Linked DNA regions of Rattus norvegicus: region 2 is linked to region 1. Evidence: chromatin contacts called from public Hi-C data. All regions are on one chromosome and are shown on one strand. Each heading gives the region's core, a stretch centred on a gene start, on an enhancer-like site or on the middle of the called end of the contact. The rest is flanking DNA. Distances are from core to core; before and after follow the strand shown.

Region 1 (5,064 bases), core at 165-2,664:
TAGGAAGCGCAAGGCCCTGGGTTCGGTCCCCAGCTCCGAAAAAAAGAACCAAAAAAAAAAAAAAACAACCAAACAACAACAACCAAACCAAAACAACAACAAAAACATGAAGGAATCAAGCTTCTACCAACTAGAAGCTTCACCCTACTGGCTAATAGTCATGGTGCTGGAAACTATTTTACATGCTACACGAGAAAATCTGTATCACCTAGCTGCAAACTTTGAGACCGACAAAAGTGACCTCCTGTCTGCAAGATACACTGGTGCAACAACAAATGTTAAGGGAGTAACCAACAACTTCTTGAAGCCATTTTTTTTTACAAGTCCTTTTATTTATGTTTGTTGCATTAAAAAAAAAAAACCTTTCATGTATATGCATGTACACACGAAGGCTGGTGTGCACACTAGGACACTGTGCGAAAGTCAGAGGACAACTTACAGGAGTCATTTCTCTCCCTCCACCATGTGGGTCTGAGGTATTGAACTCAAGCTGTCAGGCCTCCTGGCACCTCCAGTTGAATCTCTACGCAGTGTACATAAAGATCTGGTGGTTTTAAAGAGACCACAGAAAAATACCAGAAAGTTTCTCAAGATTGAAGTAAATGTCTACAAATATGATAATTACTTCTTTGCTAAATCTATTTTTTAAAAATATTTTATTTTATATGAAAATAATTCTTAGGACAGTTTTCTTCTTTCTTCTTTCTTTTTTTTTTTTTTTTTAAGAACTCTCTATTGTATAACTCTGGGGAAATTTGAGCCAATTATAAATTGCATGAGCTACTTACAGTCAAATGATTTCAAAAAGCAAATAATAAACACGCTTTTCATGGCCTGAAGCAAAAAATTACACTTAATGTGGGGTGTGGGCAGATGCTGATATGTTTGGAATGTGCGTGGGTAGAAAGGGACCTAGGGCCTCAGAAAGTCTCGAAGATCTGGTCCCCTTTGTGGTTTGAGGGTACGGTGGTGATGGAGAAAGTACAGCAATGCCAGGCTACCTGGCCACTGTCATGGCGGAGGGGTCATGGCGGAGGGGTCATGGCGGAGGGGTCATGGCGGAGGGGTCATGGCGGAGGGGTCATGGCGGAGGGGTCATGGCGGAGGGGTCATGGCGGAGGGGTCATGGCGGAGGGGTCATGGCGGAGGGGTCCACGTTCAGTTCTCCACCCTCCATGCAGTATTCGATAAAGTTACAAAGCCTAGGAAACACCATGCATGCTAGATTTCTCTCAGGGCTGGGCGAAGAATACTTTCCAATCCAAGTTCTGGTGAAAGGAGGGGCCTGTACGACTTAGGGGCAAGGACAGAGAGCAAAGTCTTTCAGGGCAGACAGGGTACAGGCGAGCTGAGCGCAGAAGGCTCAGGCTGAGTTTACTTCCCACTAGATCCGCTAGGGGAAGTAAATGGTGCCCATGTGGGGAACGCTACCTGCAGTTCCTAAGGAATGTTCTTTTGCAAAGGCATGGCCTGTCAGGCCTGTCTAGGGAGTGGGCTGAAATCGGGCGAGGATTTATGCATACTTGTTTGTGATGTGGAGAAGAAGGGGTTAAGCCTAGGAAAGTTCAGTCAAAGCCTCCTGGAGTTTCACAAAACTATAGGGGCAGAAAGACATAGGAAGTGGGCATTTCTAGGCTTGCACCAGTGAGATGGAGTCAGTGGAAAGCACAGGGAAATCCTTTCTTGACACACACACACACACACACACACACACACACACACACACACACAGAGAGAGAGAGAGAGAGAGAGAGAGAGAGAGAGAGAGAGAGAGAGAGAGAGAAAGGAAGGACCTAAAGAACTGAAAAGCAATTGCTATTATCCAGTCTTAGACTCACCCTCCCCTTTCCACACTAAAGGGCTGTGGAGTAGCCTCCATAGGCAGTGGTCCCAGGAACATTCTGTTGCTCCCAGCATTCCTGCTGCTTTTCAGGCCCGTTCTTAGCTCCCGGCTCTGCACTTACCCTGGGAGCCTCCCTCTCTCCTCACCTGTACTCTCAAACCTCAGGATCCAAAGCTTCCTCAGACTTGTTCCGTAGGTACCTCATTTCCAGGTAGGGGCTCCCTCAGGTCCCACTCAATGAGTTCCAAGCGCACAGTCTATCTGAAGTACTTACTTGCCCTGGGCATGACTGTGGGACTTAACCATAAGGGTGACCTTTAAACCTGAGTGAATGGAATGTGACTGTTGTTAGCCTTTAACCTTGTCAGCACAAAAGCCGTCCAGGAAAATCAGCATCGCCCCAGTTTCGTTTTTTAAACAGACCACTCCTCCGAGTCCTGGGCTGGCGGTTTCTATTGCCAGGTGGACAGTTTCAGCCGGATGCCCCGTTGGTATTCGGTCTCACACAGTGGTGAATCTTAGGTGACAGCGGGAGATTGCAGCAAATCATTTGTACATATCTCTTACTGTGTACTATTAACTTATTTAATCCTCAGAGCGCCTATGAGGTGTTATTAATAATCCTGGGTTATAGATAACAAAACTGAGGAAGTTACATAGTCTAGCCAAGGTCGCTTCAACAGAGAGCTGCAGAGACGGGACTCTAACATAATCGATCTGGTTCCACAGTACAACCCCTGCTGAGCAAAACCAAGCGCCAGCTCTAACAAAGCTCCTTCCCTCTTCAGGAGCAACAATCTCTGGTTTAACGTCTGCCATTGCTTGCACTGCTTGACATTGACCCTCTCTGCGCCTCACAAAGATCCAGTGAAGGGAGAGGTTGGGAAGGTCATCCTACAGAAGCAGGAAGGGGACTTGAGTTAGGTAACTCCCCTGCCGACCCGAAATCTCCCCACCTCCCTGTGCTCTCCATTTTTGGGGTTTAAATCTCGGCCTGCGTCCAAGCAGAACACACAAAGCCAACATGGTTCCACGTGAAAAGGTTTAATGAAAGAAGAGTAGAAGAGGGGAGAAGCAAAGGAGGCTGGCCATGAGCATGTGGAGGAAGGGGGCAGGGGAATGGGGAGAGAAAGGACAGGGACAATGAGGGCATAAGAGAAGAGAAGAGTAAGGGCAAAAGAGAACAAGAGGGAGAGGAGGGGGCAAGCAGCCCTTATATTCAGGCACAGCTGGCTGTTGCCAGGCAACTGTGGGGCGGAGCATACCTGGTTGTTGCCAGGTAGCTGTGGGGGTGGAGCTTAGACAGAATACCAACCTCCATTACCTATTTCTTTCCCAGATGCCAAGGTCCCCATAATGCTACTCTCCCAGTCAAATCACGGGGGTGGGGTGGGGGTGGGGGTGGGGTCATGCCTCAGTGACTGAGCCTCTGGATTGCTCCTCTTTACTGTACCCCAGAACTCCTCAACTCTCTATAGAATGGGAATAGCAGAATTGCTGTGACACTGAGTTTGGGATTTCCCCCCTTGTTCTCTCTTGGTACTTACTCAGTGTGGGAGGCATTGGGAATATGTGTATCGATTTTGTGATAGGGAAAGGTATTACGATACTATCGAATACTACTCTGTGTATTAAAAAATGTAGTGACTCTTGCAGACCACTTAAGCGTAAGCTCACTGAGTTGATAGGTAAGTTTTGTTTTGTTTTTTGGGTTTTTTTGTTTTGTTTTGTTTTTACATGAAGAGTTGAAAATCTACACTGAATTTTCCCAATCAACGTTTGTGACCTGCTGGATCAGGATAGGTTTGCTGTGATGAACAAAACAGCTAGAACTCTTTCCTGGGATATCAGCACAGCAGACAGACTGCAGAGCTAGAAATACTGACCGCCTGCAGATCAGAGAGCGCACAGATTTCCTAATAAACACAGTAAAGACAGAGGTATCATCTACAGAGATTTTTTTTTTTTAATTTCAGGGTAATAAAGATATTGGAAGTGAAGATGTGTAAGACCCCTTAGGAGACAAGGGTTTTCCTGGCTTTCGGTGTTCAGCTGTGAGACAGAGCCCCGTGTGCACAGAACTCCCTTGGGCCCGCATTAGCTCCCTGAGATGGGGAGGGGCATACGGGTAGACTGATGTAATAAGCATGGTGGTGTGTTTTCTGCTGTGTTCTGAGTCACAAACTGAAGTGTGTGGAACTTGCCTTTTGTGTTCGAATTTGAATGACCCCACTGGTGATGGACACCCTGAGGCTATTTGACTACTCTCTCCCCATTGATTCTTCGACAATATCAGGGCACCATTTAGGTTGGTCATGACTTCTTAGGCTCACCCTTTCCACTTCCATGATAAATAGTCTTTATTTCAAGATCAGAGTTCAAGAGAAACAGTCTGGTGTACCAACTAGTCTGAGTGGACAGAGATTTGCAAACCAGATCAGTCAGAAGCCTACCAAGATGGAGACTGGTTCCTGAGAGTCAGGTGAGCATCCCTGATGGCCAGCATCCCTGATGGCCACTCGTCAAGCTCACACTTGACCTGCAATCTTCTGCTCTATGATGCCCTGAGGCTGGACGTCTACAAATCGCTTTTCTTCTAGGCCTCCATCCTGGTGGCTTCCTAGTATATGCTCTCCATGGGAGGTAAAAGCTGGTGTTGACTGCATTTCTTTTTGCTTTTCCCAGTCCATTCTCCTCTCTTCTTGTGGTTTTTCTTTTGGTCACTTAAGCTTTTCAGCTGTGCACAGAAATCCAACCGAAGCCTTTTGTGTGCACTCCCTCATCTCAGACAGTTCTGAAGGCAGCAGTTTCCCTAAGAAAAGGCTTCTGTTCGACTCAGATCCATTCCCAGCAGTGGCTGATCTTCAGCTCTCACAGTCAAAAGCAGTAAATGGGTTTATGGCTGGTGGGGGTTAATGCCTTCACCTTGAACTGAAGTCACACTTGCCTGGAATTTCTCCCCATTCATACTAATCCCATTTCTCTCTCCATGGGAAGAGAGAACGATGTTGTTGGTATAAAACATAGCACAAACTGGAGGTGGCAAGGCGTGGACTTCCCTAATTAGGAGATAAAAGGGGAATGGTGTGTATGTGGGTGGAGCAGCCTTGGTGGTGGCTTGCTAGAGCAACATAAAAGTAGAAGCCTGCATCCTAGCTTGAAATAGATCCCTGGAAAGGAAAACATTACAAGACAAAGGGAAAGAAGTCAAGTCCTTGCTC
Region 2 (5,108 bases), core at 918-3,417, 50 kb after region 1:
TAGCAGGGTGGAGTGTTGGAGAGGAACATAGGTCACAGGTGACTCCATATAAGCCTCTTTCTCACCTGAGTGGGAGAGGGCGAGTGTCAACATTTAGCAGCCCGGAGCGGGGAGAATGTTTCCGTATCTCCCAGACAGTCTAAGGTTGAGAATTCCACAGGAAAAAGTGGCAAAGGCAACATCTACAAGGCTGGCAAGAGGCACAGGTTCCAATAGGTGTGTATGATCAAACTTCCTCTAGTCGACCCTCGGGAAACCATTCTGGTGCCTGCCGGCTTTGGGAGGTGACTTTGCTCTTGCCAATATTGCTTAATAAGTAACCCACACAATGCTAACTGCTTTAGATGGAAGCGCCTAACTTATTCCGGGAAACCCGACCTCCTACAGCCTAACAGGCGCCCCCCTCTGGAGAAATAGGGGCTACCCCAAACCACCTGTTCTCGGATGAAAACCAGAGCAGTGCTCTGGTCGCATCGGCCATTTGGACTGCTTAGTCATGGCCTGATTTTTCTGCAGCGCTGGGAGAAATTTGGGTCTTAAAGTTGGAGCCTTAGGTGAAGTCAGAAGCCACGAACACTTCACAGCTAGTCACGACACCACTATTTCCAGGCAATCTTTAACCTTCCCAGGTTAGCTTTCGTCTCCACTCTTCTGTGGTCAATGGCCTGACCCTCATCCCTTGAGAATCTTCAACCCCTGAACTTTCCGTAGAGACCAGGTGCCCTGTCCCCGGCCATCGCCCGGGTCGTGGGCCCTCCACACGCGTTTAGCTCGCCTCTGGAAGTCCTTTGGACCCGCTCGCAGAGCTCCTGGCTTTTGAGAACTCTGCCTCTACTCCCTCGTCTCAGATTAGCTAGGGATAAGATCTGAGAAATGCGCCTTGGGCCACAAGCAGCCTAGGAGGCGGGCTTAGGAACAACTTTCCCTCCGCCCTCTAACCGCAAGCCCCGGGTGGGGCGGCCTAGCCGGGTCCCGATCTCTGTCCTTCCCCAGCGGGGATCCCAGACCCCAGCCCGCGCAAAGGTCGGCGTGGAAGGCCCCGCGAGCGGCGAAAGGGACTTCCTTCCCCGCCAGAGCCCCACCAGATGTTAGAGGCGCAACAATAGTGGAACCGCAGAGGAACAAAAGGCCATTCACCGGTTACACCAGAATGACTCGGTCGCCCCGTCTCTGCGGGGAAGATTTCCAGAGGGTCTGAAAGAGACCGGAGTGGTGTAGAGCCTCTGCCACGCTCCAGGAGGCGGGAGCCTCTCTTTACCACTAACCACCCCATCCTGGGGGGTCCAGTGGTGGGGAGGAGAAATGAAGGGAAAATTTTAGTTTTCACCTTCTCTGGTGCAGGAAAGGAAGGGACTACGATTCCAGATGTTTGACAGTTGTTGGTCCAAAAGTTGAGCAAAATTTATTTATTCTTAATACCCTCGCTTCATGAGGCATCGGTAGCCGGAGGACCGGGGGTGGGGGGGTGGGGGACAAACCAAGACTGTGCGCTGTAGCCCTCTCTACACAGCTTCACACCGAGCCTGCTCTGGGAACCAGGAGCCCAGGAGTGTCCCCCCTGCTCAGACGCACTTTTGTAAAAGTTTCTCTTCCCGCCGCTTCAGGCCGACGCGCACCCCACCCGCATCTGAGATTGAGAATGGGTTCCGGGTGAGATCTGCACCCTGAAGGGGGAGAGAGGGGGTGTATTTGAGATCAAAGCCACAGACCCCTGGGTGGGAACTGGACTCACATTCCAGTCCGGGAAATGCATACCCGGGGGCAGAGAGAAGCCAAGGAGCCCGCTCTGGCTAAACCAGACTCCAACCCCGGAAGCTCGCGGACCAGGGTGAGGACTGGGGTCCGCAGGATTGATCCTCCCTAGGTGTGCCCCGCACCTTGGCCCTCCTGGGTACAATACGGAGCGGGAAGCTGCGACTGCACCTCCTCCCCACTGTTGGAAGGATCTCTTACCGTGGGGTTTTAACCTTCTTCCTAGGGCCCTGCTGGCTTCCTTCACGCCGGCAGCAGCTTCTGGAGCGGGAGAAAAAGAGTGAACTCCTCCAACCCGAGCAGCGATGTTGCAGATTCACGCGAGGGGCTCTCTAGCCAGCACGCGTGACTCCAGATGCAGCGGCCACGGCTCTGATGCGGCCCCCACATGCACCCAGCGCGCCGCGCAGCTCGCCCGAGCGCCACTGCAGCTCACAGGCTCAGAACCGAGTCCCCTGGCGGCCTTCTCTGGAAAGGCAGCTACACCGGGACAAGAGGAGTCGTGTTGCCTTTAGGATCCTCTAATCTCCACAAGGGCCTGAGACAATGAGGAGTCTAAGTCTCTCAACCTTGATCTGCTGCTCAGTGTAGCTAGAAAAATGTCAGACTAGAAAAGATACTGTCCTGGTTGATCTTAGTCAACTTGACACAACCTTGATATATCTAGGAGGAGGGAATTTTGATTGAAAGAGTACCCTCATAAGATAGACTATTAATAAGTCTGTCCAGCATTTTCTTGATTAATGATGGGGGGGAGGGCAGCCCACTGTGGGTGGTGCCAGTGTTGGGCAGGTAGTCCTGGTGTGTAGTAAGAAAGCACCTAGCTGGATCTGCAAGCCTGGCTGCTAAGGCTGGAGGAGCTCGCTCTTTTTCCATTCTGTGTGAAGGAAGCCAGCAGGGCCCTAGGCAGAAGGTTAAAACCCTATGAGAAGCAAGCCAGTGAGCTGCATTCCCCTGTGGCTTCTGCTTCAGTTCCTGATTCCAGGTAACTGTCTTGACTTCCTGTCCTGACTTCCCTTTATGGTGGATGTGCATAAGCCACATAAACCCTTTCCTCCTCAAGTCGCTTTTGGTCATGTTGTATTATTACAGCCAGTTGTAAAGTGCCTTGGACTGCCTGACACACCTTGGAAAGTAGCATTAAATCATGAAAAAACCTTGGAAGTCATAACTACCTTGCCGGGTGATTATGAGTAAACCAGATTATGAGACGTAGTCTTAGTTCTTGATGTGAGTCTTCAAACATGAACTGAAAGAAAAAAAATGAAGTGGATTTTGTCTACCTGCTTTTATTCTCTTATATAATGCCTGCCGATTGCATTAGTATCAAACGACTTGATTAGCTATTACGTCCCATAATTTCTACTACACTTTTGGAAGGATGGAAATAAATTAGGTGGCATTTAGGAGATATATACATATGTTTCCATACCCCACTCCTACTAGCCTTTTCTTTTTAGATGGCAGCACTGAGGTCTATTGGAGCATCCTAACACAGATGCTGGTCCTTGCCCATGGTGCTCTTGATGTTTTTTCTTGAGCAAGGACACCAAGAAATTGACAGCCAGGTGGATGTTGTAGATCAGCTCGTCATCGGTCATCTTCATGTGGCCGACGGCAACAGCCAGACACAGCACCTTCTTCATCTGGAACTCGATTGTGGATTTCACCTCATCCACTTTGGCTACCATGTTTTCATTGTGTGTCAGCAGGGAGGGGAACTTGCCAGCCTTGTTTAGGCCTGGGCCCAGGATACGTGGAATCTGCTTGATCAGAGACTCAGAGGCCAAAAAGGCATCACACTTCTTGGCCAGCTTTTTGAGCAACTTCTTGTTCTTATTACGCTTCTTAAGCGTCCATGTGGGGATTATCCACAGCCTTGGCTTCATCACAGTGCTGCTGATCCCCCAGGACGCCCACCAAGAACTTGGGGCAAGGGGTGGGCTTAAGCCTGACGGGTGCCCGAGAAGCGTTTGTCCTTCTGAGGGTCGCAGCTCTTCAGGCTGATATGCAACTCCACCGTCTCCAGAAATTTGCGGCACTTGGGCTGGTTCCCATTCAGGACTTCCCGCACTGCCTCGTACATGGTGTCCCGTGAGACTTTGCTGCTCATGGCTGCTCCTACCGCGGAAACCGGAAAAGAAGCCCTACTAGCCTTTCTATCACAAACATCTCTCTATGTATGTGATGCCCTTCTTGGCTCACACAAATGCTTGGAAAATCCCTGCCTGGGGCCTCAGTACTTGCTTTGCCCTCTGTCTGGGACAGTCTTCTGAATTGTTCAGTCACATCATGGCTCAACAACTACCCTTTCCCTCTAGCTCTTTATTCAGAGTCCCTCGATTCAGAACCCCATGGATCCCCCTGCCTACGACACCCCTACTCAGATGCCCTGCTCCAGTGTTCGCTATGAAATGCATCACCGTTGGGGATTTAGCTTAGTGGTAGAGCTAGCAAGCGCAAGGCCCTGGGTTCAGTCCTCAGCTCCGGGTGGGGGGTGGGGCGTGGGGTGGGGGAAGCTGGGCTGCCCTGCAGTGGAAGCCAAGCTGTAAAACTGTGGGCTGGAGAGTTGATGGCTCAGTGGTTAAGGACACTGAGTGCTCTTCCAGGGGTCCTGAGTTCAATTCCCAGCAACCACATGGTGGCTCACAACCATCTGTAATGGGATCCGATGCCCTCTTCTGGTGTGTCTGAAGACAGCTACAGTGCATGCATATACTAAATAAATAAATAAATCTTTAAGAAAAAAGAAATGCATCACCATTCTGTTCACTCCATATTAGTTTTCTATGGGGGAGAAAGCCAGAAAGTTAAAGCTAAAGTAACTAGAGAGAAAATGAGCAGGGCTGGAGCGATGGTACAGTAGTTAGGAGCACTTGCTGCTCTTGCGGAGGACCTGGAAGCTGGTTCCATTCCCCACGGCCAGCAGCTCGCTATCCCCCGGACTCCAGTTTCAGAAGATCAAACATCCCTTGTGACTTCCACAGGCACCTGCATGCACACGGTGCACATAAACTCATGCAGACTTGTAAACATAAGCACTCATAATAAATTTTCTTAGAAAGTATAATCTTACGTGATGGTACATGGGTTTCTCCATGTGAAGGTCAACTGCTTAGCAAACTTAATACCATCTGTAACTAATACAACCATTCCCCTTCCGCATGTAATATGATATAGCCACAGGTTATAAACAAATGCCATGTAATCGGCGGGCACTATTGTGTCTATAAATGCTAATTTACTTTACCGTGGTTGAAGAGATGTGAACAGGGACTTTTGTCTAGCTTGCTCATTGCTGTGTACCTAGACTGTTCATTTAACATGCAGACCCACATTATGGACTGAGTCCTGTC

Evidence for each region. A called contact is a pair of places that touch in the nucleus more often than the background predicts.
Region 2: a contact with region 1 is called in a Hi-C map of liver, with 6 times the contacts expected there. The contact joins the promoter of Mob3b here to the enhancer-like site in region 1. A contact is called at or near these places in 6 of 12 Hi-C or Micro-C datasets (Schwann cells, kidney, liver and 1 more).

The regions. Positions count from the first base shown.
Region 1 is chr5:54,483,142-54,488,205 of GRCr8, forward strand. All of the region lies in intron 1 of Mob3b (MOB kinase activator 3B), which reads right to left. LOC134486926 (a long non-coding RNA gene) reads left to right here. Exons shown (of 2, transcript XR_010066501.1): 2 at 1-1,785. Among named protein-coding and RNA genes, the nearest start is that of Luc7l3-ps2, 36 kb to the left of the region's middle. Within about 2 kb of position 1,415, at least 8 of the 93 cell types and tissues checked have an H3K27ac peak or open chromatin away from gene starts, as enhancers often do. A contact at or near this core is called in kidney and liver, where this site is marked.
Region 2 is chr5:54,531,997-54,537,104 of GRCr8, forward strand. It overlaps Mob3b (MOB kinase activator 3B), which reads right to left and starts at 2,168. Exons shown (of 4, transcript NM_001108970.2): 1 at 1,954-2,168. It also overlaps the pseudogene Rpl10a-ps2.